Regions from separate parts of the Mus musculus genome. Here regions 1 and 2 are each linked to region 3. The links are chromatin contacts, called in public HiChIP or PLAC-seq and promoter capture Hi-C maps. All regions are on one chromosome and are shown on one strand. Each heading gives the region's core, a stretch centred on a gene start, on an enhancer-like site or on the middle of the called end of the contact. The rest is flanking DNA. Distances are from core to core; before and after follow the strand shown. Region 1 holds the start of Cacnb1 (calcium channel, voltage-dependent, beta 1 subunit). Region 2 holds the start of Neurod2 (neurogenic differentiation 2). Region 3 holds the start of Wipf2 (WAS/WASL interacting protein family, member 2).

What was found. Promoter capture Hi-C pulls out the DNA fragments that hold promoters and counts their contacts. HiChIP or PLAC-seq counts read pairs in DNA pulled down with a chosen protein or histone mark.
Region 1: a contact with region 3 is called in a FOXA1 HiChIP or PLAC-seq map of pancreatic cancer cells. The contact joins the promoter of Cacnb1 here to the promoter of Wipf2 in region 3. A contact is called at or near these places in 2 of 115 datasets of contacts at active chromatin or transcription factors (large pre-B cells and pancreatic cancer cells).
Region 2: a contact with region 3 is called in a promoter capture Hi-C map of embryonic stem cells, with 2.9 times the contacts expected there. The contact joins the promoter of Neurod2 here to the promoter of Wipf2 in region 3. A contact is called at or near these places in 5 of 39 promoter capture datasets (embryonic stem cells, hippocampal neurons, liver and 1 more), 1 of 484 Hi-C or Micro-C datasets (embryonic stem cells) and 2 of 115 datasets of contacts at active chromatin or transcription factors (large pre-B cells and pancreatic cancer cells).

Annotation. Positions count from the first base shown.
Region 1 is chr11:98,021,287-98,024,348 of GRCm38.p6, forward strand. It overlaps Cacnb1 (calcium channel, voltage-dependent, beta 1 subunit), which reads right to left and starts at 1,341. Exons shown (of 14, transcript NM_001282977.1): 1 at 1,056-1,341. The coding sequence starts at 1,139. It also overlaps a transcript of Rpl19 not described here.
Region 2 is chr11:98,327,944-98,330,911 of GRCm38.p6, forward strand. Neurod2 (neurogenic differentiation 2) reads right to left here and starts at 1,702. Exons shown (of 2, transcript NM_010895.3): 1 at 1,491-1,702; 2 at 1-398. The coding sequence starts at 393.
Region 3 is chr11:98,862,212-98,865,061 of GRCm38.p6, forward strand. It overlaps Wipf2 (WAS/WASL interacting protein family, member 2), which reads left to right and starts at 1,387. Exons shown (of 8, transcript NM_197940.2): 1 at 1,387-1,691.

The DNA of each region.
Region 1 (3,062 bases), core at 91-2,590, 840 kb before region 3:
GGAGTGGCCTTCAGAGGGACAGGGGACAGCTGAAAGGAAGGCATCAGTCAGCTGCCTCCCAGACTCCAAGGGGCCTGGGGTGGAGAGACGAAGTATTTTTAGGTCTGACCTGACCCCCCCCCCCATACACACCCATCAACCACATCATGTTGCTTACAGTTGCTCCAGGCTGGCCACAGCAATGCAAGTGTTAATGCTATCCTTGGAGAAGGACAAGTCCTAGAGAAATCCCCTGGCATGGCCACCACATGCCCTGCTGGTCATTCTAGGGGGACCTTGTATGCCCAAGAACGCCCCTACCTAGGAATAACCCAGGCACATAGGAAAAGTGAACGTGCTAGAGGGCAGCGCCCCTCCCCCAGGTAAAACAGCGACCTCCACTCCAAGACAGTGAGTTGGCACCCATCCAACTTTCCAAACTTTGGCGGCTCCCACCCCTTGGGGCAGGGGGTGGGGTAAGCTAATGTGGGTGTTGGGAGTAGGGAAACATCCAAGACAGGGATGGAGACCAGGTGACTAGGGGAGGGCCTCCCTGAGCTGATCTCTTCTCCACCTTCGAAAGCCAATGTCTGAGCCTTCGAAGGCCTGTTGGCAACGCCCTCTGACCATCGTCTAGGCCTTTTCCCAGTATTACCCCCGCCCCACCCACACCCACTAGCGCCCCTAAACGTGCTCTGCGTCGCCCCCCTCGCCCGATTCGCTCTCCAGCCTCCCTCCAACTCCGCTTCTCAAGGCCTGGATTCCCCCCAACCCCCATCAGCATCCCCGCTGTCAGCCTGCTGGAGCCAGTACCCCAGCAGCAGGAACCTGGACGCGGGGGAGACCTGGAGGCGAGGTTGACAGGCATTCCAACCGCCTCCTCTCCGCTCCGCAGCACCGCAACCCGACTCGGACCAATAGTCCATCGATCATTAACCCTCGAGAATGGAGGGTCGCGCAGACACCCCTCTCCCATCCACGCGGGGCATATAACCCTTTCCTTCCCGGGGCTTTCCAAGCCGACCCCAAGATCCGTAGGAGCGGCCCTTTCCCTCGAGCTTGCCACCTCGCCTTACCTGTGGGCTGGGGTCGAAGACCTCCATAGGGATCTCTTGGGAAGGTGGGTAAGGGCCCCGGGACATGCCGCTCTTCTGGACCATGGAGAGGATCCTCCGGTCCGGCCGCCCTCCCAGCCCAGCCGGGCGCTCTCAGCGCATGGGAGAGGCCGTCCGAGCCCAGAGCAGCGCGGCGTCGCGCAGCCAGCACCGGGTGCAGTCTCCCAGCTGGACCTCCGGCTGCACGCTCGCCGCCTTGCTTGCCCTCCCGGCTCGCGCTGTGCTCTCTGCGGCCGCTGCCGCCGTCGCCGCCGCCGCCGCCTCCGCCCCTGAAGGTTCAGCATCTCCCCCCGCCCCTCCCTCGCTCCCGCCCCGCGCCGCGGCCCCGCCCCTCGAGCCCCTCAACCGGCTGCGCGCAGACAATGGCCGAGTGGCGTAGCCCCGCTGGCCTCCAGAACGTGGAGGGGCTCGATCGCTGTCCTCCGATTAGACTGGGATGAGGGCGGCCTGCAGGGGACTAAGGGGAAACCGGCCTTGAGGCTGGGATGGAGGTGGGGGGCGTTTACCAGTGTGTGCCAAGCGTTGATGGGGGGGTGGGGAGGTGGTGAAACGCCGCTCGGTATGACTGGTACCGCCTCCCTTTCTGTCCCAAACTACTCTCTCAGCTGGTCTCCCTGAGCGACTCTAGCTTGGGCCACCGGAACTTCCCGGTCCCTGTGATCCTGGGACCTGCCTTTAACTCCTTTCTCCCCAGTGTCAGGCCCAGGCCGCCATGAAACTAGCTGAGTAGACCTCCCTCTCCAACCGGGCTCTAGGTCTACTGGCCCCAGCCGGGCCTGGATGATGGGGTGAGTGTCCAAAGAAGGCCACCAGGGACATTAGGATTGCTATCCAGGGACCCAGGAATGCTTCGACCTCATCAGTTACTGAGGTCTCATAGGCTCTTCCAAAAGGCCAGGAGTCAGGCTTGGCAAGTCCCTGTTGCTTCTAAGAGAAGGGGAAGAGGAGGAAGTATAAACGGGGGGAGGAGCTATTCAAAATTATACACCATGACTGTTGACCTAGGGTTGTCTCTCTCCTTTATCCTTGACTGAGGAACAAATGTCCCAGAACTGTGGCTCCGGCTCAGCTGGTTATTGGATCCTAAAAGGGTCGACCTCCACCAAGCAGTGGTGGAGCACACATTTAATCCCAACACTATGGAGACAGAGGCAGGTCAGCCTCATTTACATAGTGACCCTCAGGACAACCTGGGCTACATAGAGAAGCCCCGTCTCAAATAAACAAACAAGCATTCTTTGTTTCCTACAGTGTTGCTAATACTATGGTATCTTTGCCCACTGAAATTCTTGGCAAGATGAGAGAACAGTAAGAGGCCCAGAAGCTGGGTCTGATGGTGTACAGCCATGTTGGGGGCTTGAGGCCAGCCTAGATCACATCATGAGTTTGAGGCCAGCCTTAGCTACATAGAGAGACCCTGTCACAAAACATGAATGAACAAGGAGGCTGGAGAAATGGCTCAGTGGTTAAGAGCACTAGCTATTTGCTCTTCCAGAGGTCCTGAGTTCAATTCCCAGCAACCACATGTTGGCTCACAACCGTTTGTAATGGCTTCTGATACCCTCTTCTGATGTGTCTGAAGACATCTACAGTAACTCATATAAATAAAATAAACCTTAAAAAAAAACATGAATGAACAAACAAAAAAAGTCCCACAACAAAAAAATGATGGCTGGGCTTCTGGGGGTGCTTAATGAGCAGCATGGGAGCCATCTGTGGCAAGAGGACCAGTTCTTCCTCCTCCATCCAGCTCAGAGAGCAGAGAGATAAGAAGATGAAGCCGGAGCCAGTCATGGTGGCGCACGCCTTTAATCCCAGCACTCGGGAGGCAGAGGCAGGCAGATTTCTGAGTTCCAGGCTAGCCTGGTCTACAAAGTGAGTTCCAGGACAGCCAGGACTATACAGAGAAACCCTGTCTCGAAAAACAAACAAACAAAAAAGATGAAGTCAGGCAGTGGTGGTGCACGC
Region 2 (2,968 bases), core at 452-2,951, 530 kb before region 3:
CTCCCGCGCGTTGGCCTTCTGTCGCCGCAGCTTGGAGCGCTCCAGACGCGCCTTGGTCATCTTGCGTTTCTTCGGCCCGCGCTTCTTGGGCCGCTCGCCTTCCGCCTCGTCCAGTCCTTCCTCCTCCTCCTCTTCCTCCTCCTCCTCGCCGCCCAGCTCTCCTTCCTCCTTGACCTCAGCCAACGTGGGTTCAGGGATCTCTTCTCCTCCACGAAGAGACACTGGCTTGGCGGCCCGGGCGGGTCCTGGAGCCCCCGACCCGGGAGCAGGAGGAGGCTGCGGCGGCGCGTCGCCCTTGTCGCTCCTCGGCTCGTCGTCGTCGCCGTCGCCCCAGCTGGCGAACTTGGGCACGTCCGAGAGGAGGCCGGGCTCGCTGAACAGGCGGGTCAGCATGGTGCCTGAGGGCGCCCCGGGGGCGGGGAGACAGACAGCACAGAGTGAGGGGCGCGCCGGGGTCACCACGACCCCCCAACCCGCCTCCACCCCCCAAGTCTCCGTGAGCGCCCCAGCTCAGGGGCCCCCGATGCCCACTACGTCCTGCTGCCCCGCCCAGAGCCGGCCCAGCCCTGCCCGGCTGCCAGTGGGGGACCGCGGCCCAGGCCCTTGCCCGAGATCCGGGCTCCTGCTCCGCCCCTGGCCCGGAAGGAAGCTGCTCTCGGCCGGTGTCGGGGTCCCAGAGAGCTTGACCAGGTGGGGGGTTAAGGGACCAGGTCCATCTTCCCGGGGAGGCGGTGCTCTCGCCCGAAAGCCAGCTCTCTCCCGGTGACGGAGAGAAGCTGGGCGGCCGCCGTGGGGACGCTGCCCCGGTTCCTCCTCTCCACGGTCCGGCCCCTCGGCCTGGCTCCCCAAGCCCTCCGGTGCCTCTCACCCCCAAGCTCCCTAATCCAATTTGCAAGTTGGCCGCGCGCCGCCCCCGGCCGGGCCCCCACCCCCGCAGCCCCAATTCTAGACACCGGAGCACCGTCTCCTCTCTAGCTGCTGCTTACGGGTCTCCCGGAGCGGGCTCCGGGTGCGGGGACTGAAGAAGCCGGGCGTGGGGAGGAGACCCAAAAGCGAACCCTGTTCGTCTCCCTTGCGGTCAGGGACCCTCTTCCCCTCTTCAAACTCCCTCCCTCCCACACGTCTCTACAGATCTCGTTGTATTTTGAGATCCTTGGGGAAAAATCCAAATTTATTTGTTTGCTTATCTTTTTTGGTGGTGGGAAAAGGTCACAGGTTCCTTCGGGACAGTCATGGGGGGGGTCCCATCTTCGCTTCTTCGAGTGCCTCATGACCCTTCCCCCTCAGCCCATCCTAGGCATACCATCTCCTTCCGCAGCCCCTTAAGCTGCGGCCCCAATGGGAGAGAGAACACGGGGCGCCCCCGCTGCCCATCCCGTAAGGGGGTAGGGTCCCAGGAATAGGAGAACTGGGGGGGACTTCCATGTCCGAAGCAGCGCCCCCCCACCACTAATAGCAGGTCAGATCTAGCTCCCTCTCGGACAACTTACCTCAGAGAGGAGTCAAGGGGAGAGGGGAGGGGAGGGGGGAGGGGGCAAGAGAGAGAGGGGGGAGAAGAGGAATCTTCTCGCTTATTTCATTGTTCCCCCATCTTCAGGGAGCGGGGGCAGCGGTTCCTCAAGGCGGCGGGCGCCGGCGTCTTCAGAGCGCCATGCGAGCCGCGGAGCGAGTGTGGCATCTCTACCAGGCGGGGTACCAGCCTCTATGCCAGGCCATATGGGCTTGGCACGTCACGGGCAGCAGCTATCACATGAGAGACGGTGATTGGCATGCGTCTGCATTGGGGGAGAGCCGGCTCCCCCGGGACCCGCCGCCATCTGTCACTCTCTACTCCAAAAAAAAAAAAAAAAATTAAATAAATAAAGGAAATAAATAAATATCTCTGCCGCCCTCCCCTCCCCGCCCAACGCAGGAAAAGCAGAGATTGAGAGGGAGGTGGGAGGATTTGCCCCCCTCAGATATAGAACCCCCCACATGGGAACAATGGGGTGGCAAGTCTGGGAATTGGCGGTTTGTGGTTGCCAGGCCAATTCAGGGCTCTCTCCAGGGTCTTGATCTGTCCATTTCCCTGTCTCCAGGTCCCTAAGGTGGGTCAGGACCAGACCCTGGGGTGTGGAGAAGGGACCTCGGTGCTTACTGCCGCTCCCCAAGAGAATCCCCTCCACCACAAAGGGACAGCTGAGGCTCCTTCCAGGGTGGGTGTGGGGGGCATCCCTGGCCCAAGCCCCATAGGTAGATGCTGGCACCATGCCATTCCTCATCCCTGTCTGCCCCTCCCCCACCCACCCTCACGCACACACAACATATGTGGCTGAACAAAATTCAAACCAAGGGAAAGACAGAGAAAGGGAAAGATTTGCCTCCCTGGGTGTCTGTGCCTCTGCATGGGCGTGTTGTGCGTGCGCACGCGAGTGCTCATGTGTGTGTGTGTGTGTGTGTGTGTGTGTGTGTCTGTGGGGACATGTGTGTCTATCTGTGTAGTCATCACACAGGAGATCTTTCCTTGGGTGTCAAGGGCAAATGTATGGTGGGGTGGGGTGGGGAGGGATTTGGAGATGAGCTATGTGTCCCTATCTGGGTTAAGGTGGGCACAGATCTGGATTCCTAACCCAGAAGCCCTCTTCCTCCTCTTCCTCCTCCTTCTTGAGTCACTGAGGCCTTACCACCCCTGATCCTTGCCAGGTAGGCCATCCACCAATGCCTCTCTTTTGGCCTTCTGATTTGGTTAGCTGAAGGAAAGGGTATGACTGGTTGCAGGCCGCTTAGAGTTTTTAGACAGGACCCAGCACTCTTCCTCTCTGCAGAAAATACAAAAGCCACAGAGGCTGACCCCATCAGTCACAGGAGAGGCCAGAGAGGAGAAGACCAGACAGGTGTCTTGCTGAGGGAGGTAGGAAATGGATGCTTTATTTTACAGTTCCCCTTGCAAGGTTCCTATCCTGCCAGACACAGATGCAAATGGTACAGG
Region 3 (2,850 bases), core at 137-2,636:
GCTGGGGATTGAACTCAGGACCTCTGGAAGAGCAATCCGTGTTCTTAACCACTGAGCCATCTCTCCAGCCCCCTTCTTCTTCTTGTTTTGTTTGTTTTGGTGTTCTGAGGCAGAATTTCTCTGTGCAGTCCTGGCTGTCCTGGAACTTGCTCTGTAGACCAGGGTGGCCCCCAGCTAAGAGATCTGCCTGCCTCTGCCTCCTCTGAGCTACAGAGCCCAGCAAAATTCTACTCATCTTGCAGGGGCTAGTTCAAACCATTTACAAATCTCTTCTCATTCTTCAGCAGGAATTCATCACTCCTGTGACATCCCGGCACATGTCACAACTCTAATCGCACACTGACTTGGACGTCAGCTGTCTGTTTACATGCCAGCCCGCATGAGCACCATACACCAGCATGGTGAGCTCCCGGAGGGCAGAAGCTGTCTGCTTGAGTCACATCTGGAACCATCCCCAGGTACAGAGCTCAATGAATGGCCCAAAGCAAATGTTCAATGTGACATTTAGCACTAGTGGGTGGGGCAGAACAGAGGGAAAACAAAAATAATAACAGGCTATGGCTTATCACATGCTTTCCCATTCATTCATTACCTGATGAGCCTTCAAGCACTGTGAGAAAGGACAAACACTATGAGGTAGCTGAGACCCACGAACACACAGTTAGTGAGTGGGGATTAAGTGCTAGCTGATATTGGCCTTTTACTTGAGGTTCAGCCCTGGTCACTGGGTTGACTGGATGGAGAAGCAGTGAGACATAGGGTAGCAATGGGGTTGCTTGGTGTGGTGGCGAGCTTTGTGTATGAAGATGAGATCCTTAGTCATCGGCAACAGAGTTAAGCAATGGAAACCAGCAAGCGACAAGGACTCCCCTCTCTCATCCAAGCACCTATAGAGGAGTTCACAACACCATGCCTCAGCCTACCGAGCTGGGGATCACTAGTTAAGTGGTTACAACGACCTAACCAATGACCTGCTAGAAGAAGCTCGCCTCTCTGTTGCTATGACAACCAGAGCTTGTCTGTTGGGCCTCTTCAAGGGTACTCTAGACCATATTAGGGCTTATGGTGTGTGTGTGTGCGCGCAAAAAAATAAACACGAAAGAAAACATACTTGAGATACATCAGTTAGCTCACTGGTTCTCTACCTGCGCAATTTTAAAGGTCGAGACGCTCAGGCCGCATCCAACCAATTAAATAAGCATCTCATGGACCGAATCCTGGCATCACTCGTTACTGAAAGCCTCGCAGGCGGCCCCAGTTGCAGTCCCAAGATGCAAACGGGACTTCCAACTGCGGACTCGCGACCTTCTCAAGATGGTGGCGCTCCGCCCCCACGTGCGCCGGTAGAGGGCAGGCTTCCCTGAGCGCATGCGTCCCGCGGCCCTCGGCCCTCGGCTCCCTCCTCCTTTTCCCCCGCCTCCATTTTGTTCGCGGACGCTGGGGACGGTGGGAGCGGATCCATTTCCGGGTTGGTAAAAGGGGCGGCGGCGAGAGAGAGAGAGAGAGAGAGAGAGAGAGAGAGAGAGAGAGAGAGAGAGAGAGAGAGAGAGAGAGAGCGAGAGAGAGCGAGAGAGCTTGCCGCGGGGCGAACGAGCAGGACTAAACCAGGACTGAGGTGACGGAGGATTCGCTCCCGGAGCAGCCCCCCGCCGAGTGGGAAAGACGCCGGGGCGGCTGAGCCCGCCGCTGAGGTGACCTGCGGACCTGAGTGGGAGGGAGAGCCGGGAAGGGGGGACTGTGGTGGGGGGGGGGAGGGACACCGGAGGAGGGGCCTGATGCGGAGAGGGGGTCCTGGGGGCGGGGCCTGGAGACCCTGGAGAGGGGGCGTGGGCCATCCGAGTGGAGGGCGGCGGGGACCGACTGAGCAAATGGGCAGGAGGGAGGTTTTTTGAGAGACAGGAAATTAGAGATCCTGAAGGGTTGGGTGAGGTGAGTAAGACTGGCAACTCTGGGTGAGGTAGGAGGGGAGCCGTGCGCGGAGGGGGAGATGGGGAAGGGAGGACCTGTTGGGGAAAGGTAATTATTGGCAGGATGCTCTCGAGTTTAGGAGGATCGGTGTGACGTTTCGGGATTGATCGGGGTGAGGAGGAGGATTGAGAGCGAACGTGTTTACACTGGGGGAGATGTTGAGAGTGTGGGATGAGAGGGAGTCGGAGTGATGTTCTGAGATGCTCTTGGAAGCACCTGCAGTTGAAGGATCCCTGTTGGAGCGGCGTGAAATTGAGGGAAGATGAAAATCTGAAGGCGCTCGCTAGACGTAGGCTGTGTGTGCGGTCGAGTTACTGATTAGGAAGGCATATTCTGGAAGGATAATATTGAAACGAGGAGCTGGAGGAAGCTGGTGTGCACTGGAATCTACCTCTGTCCCCGCTTCTGCTGGCCTTTAAATCCTGATCCACCTGCTACATCTGATCCCTGAAATTCTTCTTTCTTTTTCTCTTTCTCTTTCTTTTCTTTTCTTTCTTTCTTTCTTTTTTTTTTTTGAGACACTTTGTCTGTGTAACCCTCACTGTCCTGGAACTCAGAGTCTGTAGACCAGATTGGCCCGGAACTCACAGTGATCCGCTGGCCTCTACCTCAGAGGGAGGCGTGGGCCACTATGACTGCCCAGCCCCGTAAACTATATTTGTTTGTTTGTTGTTTTGTTTCTTTCAAGACAGGGTTTCTCTCTGAAACAGCCCTGGCTGTTCTAGTGCTCACTATGTAGACTAGGCTGGTCTTGAACTCGCAGAGATCTACTTGCCTCTGCCTCCTGAGTGCTGGGATTAAAGGTGTGTGCCACTACCACCCAGCTATCTTAATATATTTTTTAAAAGATTTATTTATTTTATTGTATGAATACATTGTTGA